3 separate regions of the Zea mays genome follow, and regions 2 and 3 are each linked to region 1. A link is a contact called in public Hi-C data. All regions are on one chromosome and are shown on one strand. Each heading gives the region's core, a stretch centred on a gene start, on an enhancer-like site or on the middle of the called end of the contact. The rest is flanking DNA. Distances are from core to core; before and after follow the strand shown. Region 1 holds the start of LOC103629531 (ethylene-responsive transcription factor RAP2-9). Region 2 holds the start of LOC100216997 (putative protein kinase superfamily protein). Region 3 holds the start of LOC100282670.

The links. Hi-C and Micro-C count contacts between places; a contact is called where the count stands out from the background.
Region 2: a Hi-C map of bundle sheath shows a contact between it and region 1, with 4 times the contacts expected there. The contact joins the promoter of LOC100216997 here to the promoter of LOC103629531 in region 1. A contact is called at or near these places in 2 of 25 Hi-C or Micro-C datasets (bundle sheath and ear).
Region 3: a contact with region 1 is called in a Hi-C map of endosperm, with 4 times the contacts expected there. The contact joins the promoter of LOC100282670 here to the promoter of LOC103629531 in region 1. A contact is called at or near these places in 2 of 25 Hi-C or Micro-C datasets (endosperm and tassel).

Annotation. Positions count from the first base shown.
Region 1 is chr6:89,113,902-89,117,282 of Zm-B73-REFERENCE-NAM-5.0, reverse strand. It overlaps LOC103629531 (ethylene-responsive transcription factor RAP2-9), which reads right to left and starts at 1,562. Exons shown (of 3, transcript XM_008650628.4): 1 at 191-1,562; 2 at 35-108. LOC118472198 (a long non-coding RNA gene) reads left to right here. Exons shown (of 2, transcript XR_004850207.1): 2 at 1,558-3,381.
Region 2 is chr6:89,614,186-89,617,566 of Zm-B73-REFERENCE-NAM-5.0, reverse strand. It overlaps LOC100216997 (putative protein kinase superfamily protein), which reads right to left and starts at 1,648. Exons shown (of 4, transcript NM_001348786.1): 1 at 1,144-1,648; 2 at 266-410. LOC109940459 reads right to left here. Exons shown (of 1, transcript XM_020539990.1): 1 at 2,845-3,381. The coding sequence ends at 2,845.
Region 3 is chr6:89,415,060-89,418,440 of Zm-B73-REFERENCE-NAM-5.0, reverse strand. LOC100282670 reads left to right here and starts at 1,669. Exons shown (of 4, transcript NM_001412161.1): 1 at 1,669-2,111; 2 at 2,202-2,386; 3 at 2,575-2,683; 4 at 2,797-3,305. The coding sequence starts at 1,873. The coding sequence ends at 2,839.

The DNA.
Region 1 (3,381 bases), core at 313-2,812:
CTAAGAAATTAGATATTAAGGAACTCAATGTTACCATTTCTTCATCCTCCAAACAAATCACTTGGTCAAGCTTCAACTTCAATCAACTATGGTAGAATCTGCTTCATCCTAACAAGAAAAATAGACAATTAAATGATAGTATTCATTAAATCAAAAGTAAGAAAATAAATGTTAAGAAACTCAATGTTACCATTTCTTCTTCTTCATCCTCCAAACATGTCATTAGAGCATTCACAAAACAGGATTGATCGCCTAACATGTTAGCACGAGACCAAGCTTGCATACACATCAATCCTTCAACTGTTTTTGGTGCTAGTCTACTTCGATGTGGGCTTATTACTCTTCCCCCAGTGCTGAATACAGACTCAGATGCAACAGTTGTGACTGGAATTGCCATGATATCTCGAGCAATCTTTCTCAAAGTGGGGTACTTGATCCCTGCATATTGCCACCAATTAATTATGTCTAGCTCTTGAGTTCTTGGCAGTGTTGGCTCCTCCAAATATAAATCCAACTCAGTGCGCACAAAAGATGAACAATCAGGTTCTTCCGACAAGAATTTATCAAAGATTCCAAACATCAAGTCATCTCCTTCGTTGGGGGCCCTACAGCCCCTACTAGATGCACCTACAGCATCTGTTGTTGCCATGCCCTCCATAGATTCTTGATATTCTAACACCAACTCATACAACAAATTTTTGACTCTACACACTTCATCGTCTGTAGTTGGACTTTCTTCCCCATAAATGGTGCTATAAAAAGCTTTCATGAACTTCAATTTGTACCTAGGATCTAAAACAGTGGCTACTTCCATAAGCCCATGTACATCTGTCCAATACTTCTTAAACTTATCTTTCATCAAGACAGACATCTCTTCTACCTTTGGAATGGCACTAGTTCTCCATTTATCAATGGCCAAATAAATTCCACAAATTTTGGGGAAAAAAAGATTAGCTGTTACATAACTAGTGCCTGACAATAGCTCAGTTGCATCAAAAAATATTTTCAGCCTACCACAAAGCTCCCTAGCAAACTCCCAATCATCTGTTGTTGGCTTAAAATGAGCACAAAGCTTCTCTTTACTTGCAAGTCGATCAAAAACTGATTGGTATTCTAATGCAATGCTAAGCATAACGTAGGTTGAATTCCATCTTGTCTTACAATCTAGAGTTATCCTTCTACCATATTTAATATTCATTTGATTTGCTGTCCGTTCAAAACGTTCATGCCTTTTTGGCGTGGCACACCAAAACCCAACACTATCACGTATTCTTTCAACACCCTTTTCCATAACAGTCATGCCATCTTTCACGATGAGATGACCACGCAAGTGATTAGTACCGGCTCTACTATCTCCAACTAGTAGCTTTTTACACCAAGTGCATTCAGCTTTCATTTTACCCCCAACTGTTACTTGTTCAAATTCAAGCCACACATCAGATTTCAGCTTCCTTTTGCATCCAACTTGTACATTATCATCATCATCATTTACGACCACATGTTCTGTACCTTCTGATGGTGGAGCTTGAACACTTGAAGATGGCATTTCATTTGCAGCAGCACTCGTCGGTGTAGCTGCACTTGAGGAACCTCCTGCAACCACAGCACTGCTCTTTGTGGGAACTTGACGACTGCTCCTGCTCGGCCTCGAAGCACCTTGGTCAGACATCAGACTCTGCAATTTACAAATTAGAGCTGCTCAAGTCAAGCTGTGCAAGGGCCAAGGGACATGCTCACGGCTCACCTCACCTACAAGGATAGGAACCTCGTACGTGGTGGGAGCAGGCTGCGCCGCTGGCCGCTGCAGTCGGACTCCGGTGGTCCTGGGGAGTGCCGGAGTGGGGAGTGCCGGTCCTAGATAGTGGAGACTTGGACTCCTGGCTTGGCCTCGGACGCTCGGTGGCTCCTAGGGATGCGTCCTCCTCCGGTGGTCCTGGGGATCCGGCAGGAGCAGGATGCGGCGGCCCTGGGGATGCGTCCTCCGGTGGTGGTGACGGCGGAGGGGGTGGCCGGGGTGGGGCGGGCAGCGGCGGGCGGATCTATCGTGGCCGCGGCCGCCTGGAGCCCTGGACGCCTGGTGCAGTGGTGCTAGCCTGCTAATCTGCTATGGCGGCCGGTTGGGGACTTGGGGTTGAGGGATTTGGGTTTTTCTCAGGGCCCACTGGAATACAAACTGGATGCGCACGGGACTTGGGCGGGTGGCCGGCTGCAACTCTGCGCTTCGGGCGTAGCTCCGGGTTCCGGGTGACCCGCGGGCGAAAATCAAAACCCGCACCCGCACCCGTAATGCTTCGGGTCGGGTTTGGGTCTAACCCGTGGGTGGATTTTTACACCCGAACCCGAACCTGACGGGTGCAAAACCCGACGGGGCCCGAACCCGCGGGTGAAATTGCCATCCCTACCTCGTGGGCGCTGCTTGGCTTGCTACTGGTCTGCGTGTATCTCTTCTCTTTCCCTCTTTCTCTTGCGCCTATGAGCGGTGGGGGTATATAAATAGTTGGGATTAGGCGAACGGCCAGGTGGGGATTAGGCGTGGGGGCGTGACTGGGTGGGTGGGATGGCGATTAGGGCGTGTGCGTGGCGGGATTTTTCGCGGGCGCGAGTCGGTGCGCACGGCTGTGGGCTGCCTGGTGTGTGGCGACAGGGACGGCCGGCGCTTGCGCGCTGTGAGTGTGTGACGGTGACTATGAGCTTATCGCCAGGGAGTTTTTAGCAGAGTAAACTAGTCGCTCGTTAGGTTTTGGTGTGACAGGTGCGGTCATTAGTGCGCTCGATATAATTGATGGTCGGTGCGCACTGGGAACGCCGTGATGCAACATGGAATCTTGATATGGCACGCTCAGTTCTGTCTGAACGCCGCAAAAGCTACGAGGGGTGGACATGTACAGGTACAGCGACAAACGATGGCAACGCAAGTAGGCGTCGATGCCAGCTTTACGTTACGTGCACGGTGCACCGCATCTGGCTGGCCCCGCCGCGGCGGCGGCGGCGGTAACGAGTGCTGTGCTTGGCTAATCAAGAGAGCCGTCGCAGTTACGCAACGGGATCATGTAACCCCGGGGTGGCCAGCCGATGCGACCGTCCACCACGCAAGAGACGCGACCGAGCCGAGAGGCGTGCGCTGCCGACGGGGGCCGAGCAGCTAGCTACTAGCCAGCACCTCGCCCGTGTCAGCTGCGGCGCGACACGCGACCGTCTACGAACGCGAGAGCCGTGTGCGACGCCGGACGGTGGCCGAACAGCCCACCCTCGCCAATGTCAGCAGCGCCGCGTGTCGCGCTGCAAGGAGGGCAGCGAACGGACGGACGGGCACCGGGATGGGCCGGCCGCGAGCCGAGACGGTGCGCGGCGACCGACGAGGACGGGACAGCTAGCACACGC
Region 2 (3,381 bases), core at 399-2,898, 500 kb before region 1:
GATATGCAAACCTGTAGCCAGTTCATATAATTTTTTTGTTGACTTCCAATGACAACATATCCTACCAACCTAATAATAACGCAATCGAAGATCAATGTCCCAAAACAAAAAGAAAAGAAGTATAAGTAATTGTTCGGTTATTTAGTGAGATAGGTACCGATAAAATATTTGCATGTGTAAAGTAACTGTGACTGGGCGAGAAGTGGCAGGCAACAAAGTTGAAAGTTAAATTCACAGCAAGGGTGAAGATGTACGGAGCAGAAACCTGAGAACCATCCCAAACTTGTCCCCAATACACACTCCCAAGTGGCCCTTCTCCAATCTTGTTATCGTAATTGAAGCTGTTTGTTGCTGATCGAAGCTCTCTCAATGAGAACACCCACCTCAATGATCCACTTCCTTCATCAGATCTGGAAAGCAAAGCAATTATATACATGATGAGCATGAGCTACTATCAACTGACCTTCCAACCAGTTCCACTGATACAAACCCCCTGTGCCCCTAGAACAATTTTGCCTAATCCGAGCATAGAAAATCGATCTTAAACTTTAGGATGGTTCATCAAACAAGACCAACATGCCAAATTTCCACAATGTTTCATAGTTATTTCCAAAGTTGAGGAACCGAATAAAAATGACATCGTCTGCCACCAAAGTTTAAACCTTTCCCTTGGTCTTGGTGTCACTGAACAAACAACAAAAATCGGAGCGCCCAAATCCCTACTAATTTCACCTCAATGGCATCGCTTGTACAAACAGTAGCTCCGAAACCAAACAACATGTCTACTTTCCACCAAATTGGAGCCCCCAATCAGTTAAATTTTGCACCGCCCTTTAGAATTGGGCAAATTAACATGAACCCAAACAAGAAACGAGCTAATATGAACAAAAACTTGGAACCTTCCAGGTGGCATCCGGCGTGTTCAAAACATCGAAGAAAAAAACGCCGGGAACCGAGCAGCCAGGCGCGCGGAATTCCGTGGTGTCTCCTGACGAACCACCCAAACATCTGTCCACACCAACACCAAGCGCCGCGCTCACACATCGCGGTGGATTTCAGTTTCAGCGAAACCCAGACAAGCCCAGAAACACAAAAGATACAGCAACGCAAGCGGGGAGGCAGGCCAAGGAGCCGGCGACTTACAGGTCCTCCGGGGAGGCGGCCCTGCCGCAGCAGAGGAGCCTGCGGGCGGCCCGCGACAGCCCTCTCCTCACGCTGCCGGCGCGGTGCTTGGAGTCGAGGAGGAACAGTGGGGCGGCTTGGAGCCGAAGACTCTGACTCGGATGGAGTGGTGGGGCTGGCTGGCGTGGTGCCTGGTGGTGGCCGGTGGGGGACTAGGACTAGAATACTAGAGCCTAGAGGACGGTGGAGGGGAGATGCGGGCAGAAACGTGACAACGGAGAACAGCCTCGCAACTGCGCTTTCGGTGTGACCGGTTCGGCTGTTCGTCGCGTTTTTCTGACGATTCCCACGCGCCGACGCCGATTGGGGGACTGGGGTTCGGCAACCCACGCCGCCGCTTGCGGCTTGCCGTGCGGTGCCAACCCTGGAGTGTAGTGGTGGTGTGGTACGCCGTACGCGGAGCAATTCCGATAGGTTTACTTTTCGTGTGGATTGCATACGATAAATGCTTCGGTTTTCCAACCACAGTAGGTTTAGTGATAGGAGATCACGAGATGATCTACATGGAGGAATCTTCTTGCTATTCAAAAATTGAATAGTATGTGTTTGGTTTTTGGAACGGCGTGGATTGAGTCGGAGCCGACCTATTTTTCTGGGTTAAGTCAGATTCGTTCTTTGTTTGGTTTCAGTGACAGATTGAACCTAGTTTCTTGTTTGATTATAGGGTTAAAGTGGGTTGAAGTTGCACCATTTCTTGTTTGTTTCGTGATGATGGATGAATGAGGGATGAACTGGATATGATCACCTTCCTGGTCATATTACCACTCAGGATGATATCTTCAATTCCATAAGATGACAACATTCAAAATAAATGAAACCGACTGTTGACGCCTTTTTGGAGCGCCAAACACTCAACAAGAACTGTGGCGGTGCCCTCTGCACAGGGGCAGACGGTCCGCGCGCAGGGGCCGGACGATCCGCGGCCTGGTGAGAGGCGCTGCGGTGCTCTCTGCACAGGGGCGGACGGTCCGCACGCAGGGGCCGGACGGTCCGCGACCTGATGCAAGGCTAGGGCTCCTGCCTGACGGCCGGACGGTCCGCGCCCTTGGGCCGGACGGTCCGCGCGTACGCAGGGGCGGCGGAAGATCGCCGGCGGCGCCTGGATCTCGCTCCCGGGAGGGACCCCGTCGGGGAGGAGAGATCCTAGGGGTTGTCTAGGCTCGGGCCGGCCGACCTAGACTCCTCTAATCGGCGTAGAGTCGAAGAGAGGCGAAGAATTTGGGGATCGAGAGGCTAAACTAGAACTAGACTAGAACTACTCCTAATTGTACTGAAAATAAATGCGAATAGAAGTTGTATTGATTCGATTGATGATTCCAAATCGGTCGTAGACCTCTCTATTTATAGAGGAGGGAGGCTGGACCCTTTACACAACTGATTCCGAGCTAATTTCACGAATATAGCTAACAACCGTAGCACAAAAATTGGAACCCTAAACTGCTCTGCGCATGCGAGGACCGTCCGGCCCACAGGCGCGGACTGTCCGGACCGCGGACCGTCCGGCCTCAGGGCCGGACCGTCCGCCAGCTCAAAACGGTGCTCAACATATGCCCCCTGCCTTTTGGTGGAGTTGAGCAAACCAAAAGCAACTAACTCGATGTGATTACATCGGTTCTCTTAGGCATCTTGCCACATACTAGGATGGTATTGTTTGAGGAAACGCCCATTCAAAGCCTTAGGCAAATCCTTGCCTTGTAATGTTTGTAGCAAATAGGCGTTGCCAGACAACACTTGTTTTACTTTATAAGGACCCTCCGAGCTTGGCGACCATTTCCCGAACTTCCGGTCTTTATTCCTTAGAGGCAGAATGGTCTTCCACACCAGGTCCCCTACTTGAAATGATTTTGCTTTGACCTTCTTGTTGTAGGCCCTGGCTACCATGGTCTTGTCCTTTTCTATTGCTCCCATAGCTATCATCCTCTTGTCGGTCACCTCATCAATATTATCCATCATTGAATTATAATAATCAGTAGCAGTTAGATCATTTTGTCTGGCGAACCTGACAGCATTCAAACTTATTTCCACAGGCAACACTGCTTCCTGCCCATAGACAAGCTCAAAAGGAGATACTTTAGTAGCCCTATGTTTAGATATTCTATGAGCCCATAAAGCTTCAGACAAAATCTTATGCCAACGTTTAGGATTATCAGATATCTTCTTTTTTATCAAATTAATCAATGTCCTATTACTAGACTCGGC
Region 3 (3,381 bases), core at 420-2,919, 300 kb before region 1:
GTCGGAGCGGCGCAGGCGGCGCTGTCCTTCTATCAGACCGGTCAGTGGAGCGGCGAAGTGACTGCGGCCACTTCGGCTCTGTCGACTGGAGGACGTGCGTCAGGATAAAGGTGTCAGGCCGCCTTTGCATTAAATGCCCCTGCGATTTGGTCGGTTGGCGTGGCGATTTGGCCAGGGTTGCTTCTTGGCGAAGACTGGGCCTCGGGCGAGCCGGGAGTTTGTTCGTCGCTGGAGGGGGGCCTCGGGCGAGACGAAGATCCTCCGGGGTCGGCTGCCCTTGCCCGAGGCTGGGCTCGGGCGAGGCGTGATCGAGTCCCTCGAATGGACCGATCCCTGGCTTAGTCGCACCCATCAGGCCTTTGCAGCTTTGTGCTGATGGGGGTTACCAGCTGAGAATTAGGAGCCTTGAGGGTACCCCTAATTATGGTCCCCGACAAATGGAGAGGGAGGACTCTTCCAGTCACGCGCCTCCGAAATTGCCCATCCGTAGAGATACACTTGAACGAATGTGCGGGCGATCAGATTTTTGAGAGTGTATTTGCGACTGCTCGCGTGATCTGTTCGACCCATCGCTGCTTTGTCTACATCATGTTCTTCATCATCCTCCCCAGGCGACGCGTGCTGCTGTTCTTATTCAGACTACCGTTCGAGTGACTGCATGGCGTACATCTTTCTGCATCGACTTTGTACGGCTACATCGAACATATACACGAGATGTCTCGTGTGAATAGAGTCACTAATGCCTTAAGCATCGGTTACTCCGTAGGGTACATTCTGTTCTTCTTATTTGTGCATATTTTTATTGTTGTTTACTGATTATACGAGTAGTTATACATACATGCACATACATATCATCACATATATCACAATATTTTTCTAAATTAAATTAAAACTAAAAATGACTAAATTTCTAACACCAACGACATTGTAATGTTTTCTCCAACAACTTTACCTATTCTACATTGTTCTATTTCGAATTTCACTCTATAAACAACATAGTCTACAATGGAAAACAGTGCTTTGTACGACTATATACGCGATGTGTGGCTACAACATAAGACAATATAGTCGTTTGAAGATTGAACCTATATATCGGTACGGTTAATCCGTCTATGTACGTGGGCATGACGAACACCCGTGATAACGAAGGATTAACGTGCACAATCATAAATCCAAAGTAGGAGCGGTGCATGATGAGAATCGCTCTCAGTACTCGACATAATGAACCTTACGAGGTACAACAGGCAGGCAGGCAGGGACCAGGGGCCGCCTTTATTTCAGGCTCGCTGGCCCCACGGGCGTGCTGCGTGCACGAAGGGCACTACCCCAACCTCTCACCGAAAAACCGCGCTGGATCGGCAAATCAAACGAGGTGGTGCCCCGTGCCCACTCTCCACGTCCACGGCACCATCCCTCTGCAGCCGCTCACCAGCCATGCCGTGTCGCGGAACGGCACAACCACCCCCAACCCACTCACGAAACCCCGTCCCGGCCGTGCCCGTGTCGGTCCGCGCTCGGCAACGAGGCGGCCCGCGCTGCTGAGTCCCCTGGACACCCGACACCCTGTCGGCCCTTTGTTTATTCATCCCGAAATCTCATCTGCCCCCACGGCCGACTGCGCTGCGCCGCCCGGATATATATACCCATCGTTATCGATCGATCGATCGCGTCACTCACGGGTAGCTCATGGTCGAGCGTAGCATGCAGGAACTTATTTGCCGTGCGCTCCCAGGTCTCCGCTCGCGTGCCTTCCAGTCTGTCTCACACTAGCTGCTGTGGGACGATCGAAGTGGGTGTGTCAGCTAGCTAGCTGCGCCGTGACCACGCACATGACCGCAGTGCGCGCGGGGCTGATCAAGGGAAAGTGATCGGATGGAGCTGGAGCTCGGGCTCGCGCCGCCGAACCCGCATCAGCCGCTGGCTGCCGCCGCCGAGTTCGTCGGTCTCCTCAGCAGCTCGGCTGGCTCGTGCGGGAACAAGAGGGTTCTCGGCGACGCGTTCGGGGCCGCCAAGGCGGCCACGCTTCCGCTCTTCGTCTGCGAGGATGGCGACGGAGGCGGCGGCGACCGCGACCGCGACGGCGTCGTCGACCATGAACAGCAAAGCAACAAGTGAGTTGTGGTTAAAAATACCGACCACGTGCGTACAGGGAGGGTCTTATTATACCCAAATCCGATCCGTGGTGTGTGTAGTGTACCCAGGAAGAAGAGGCTGGTGGGGTGGCCGCCGGTGAAGTGCGCGCGTAGGCGTAGCTGCGGCGGCGGGTACGTGAAGGTGAAGCTGGAAGGGGTGCCCATCGGGCGGAAGGTGGACGTGTCCATCCACGGCTCGTACCAGGAGCTGCTCCGCACGCTCGAGAGCATGTTCCCTTCGGGTAACCAACAAGGTGCGTACGTTCCCGGGCCGCGGCGAGCCGGCCGGCGACCGGCGGTGCTGCGGACGATGCCTTTCTTTCACTGATAATCATCTGCCGCCATCGTTCTGGTCCCGACACGTGCCCTTGCTTCCCGTTCTGCTCCCGGCACTTAACTTGGTCGCATATACTATTCCTGTAACCTCTGGCAGATCATGCAGAAGACGAGGTGGTGGTCTCGCACGAGCGCCGCCGTCGCCATCCTTATGTAGTCACCTACGAGGACGGCGAAGGGGACTGGTTGCTCGTCGGAGATGATGTGCCGTGGGAGTACGTATCAGTCACTACTACTGTCGTCTGTATGACTGTATCGATGGTGACGGCAACAATATAATCCAATTAATTATTCAGCGAACTTAAAAACGACGTTGATTTCCTTGCAGGGTCTTTGTCAAGTCAGTGAAGCGGCTCAAGATACTTGCGTAGCCGACGGTCGGCGCCTCAGAGACGTCGTGTGGTCCGTCTCACCAGGATCGGAGCAGTGTAGTACTCCTGGGCGTCATCTGCGTAATAACGTTGTTTCTGTCCTGTGTGCCCGTAGCAGTACGTACTGTCCTATAGTAAGCTAGCTTTATGGGGTGCTTCAGCTTTCAGAGCATGACGAAAGCACTGATTAGCTGCTGTCATCACATTTGGTTCGTCTTTGTGTCGTACGGTATCGCTGGCGTCAGTGTCGCGGCAGCCTAGGTGATCTAAGCATACTTACTATCTCAAGTTACTTTTGGTTTCCTGAGCTTGCATGGTAATTCATATACCGTATACGTGTGTGACTCAGGGGCGAAGCTGCCTTAAGGCACAGGGGTCACCGGACCCGATGGAATTTATCAAATCCAGTGTAAAATACTATTTAACACTGTTCATCAATATATTTGATTTCAATAATTCATGGAGCTGACCTTGTGGATCCATTTTCTGTCTTCGCCTCTGGTGTGACTAGTATTTTGGTTTGACTTTTCACTCTGTATAAG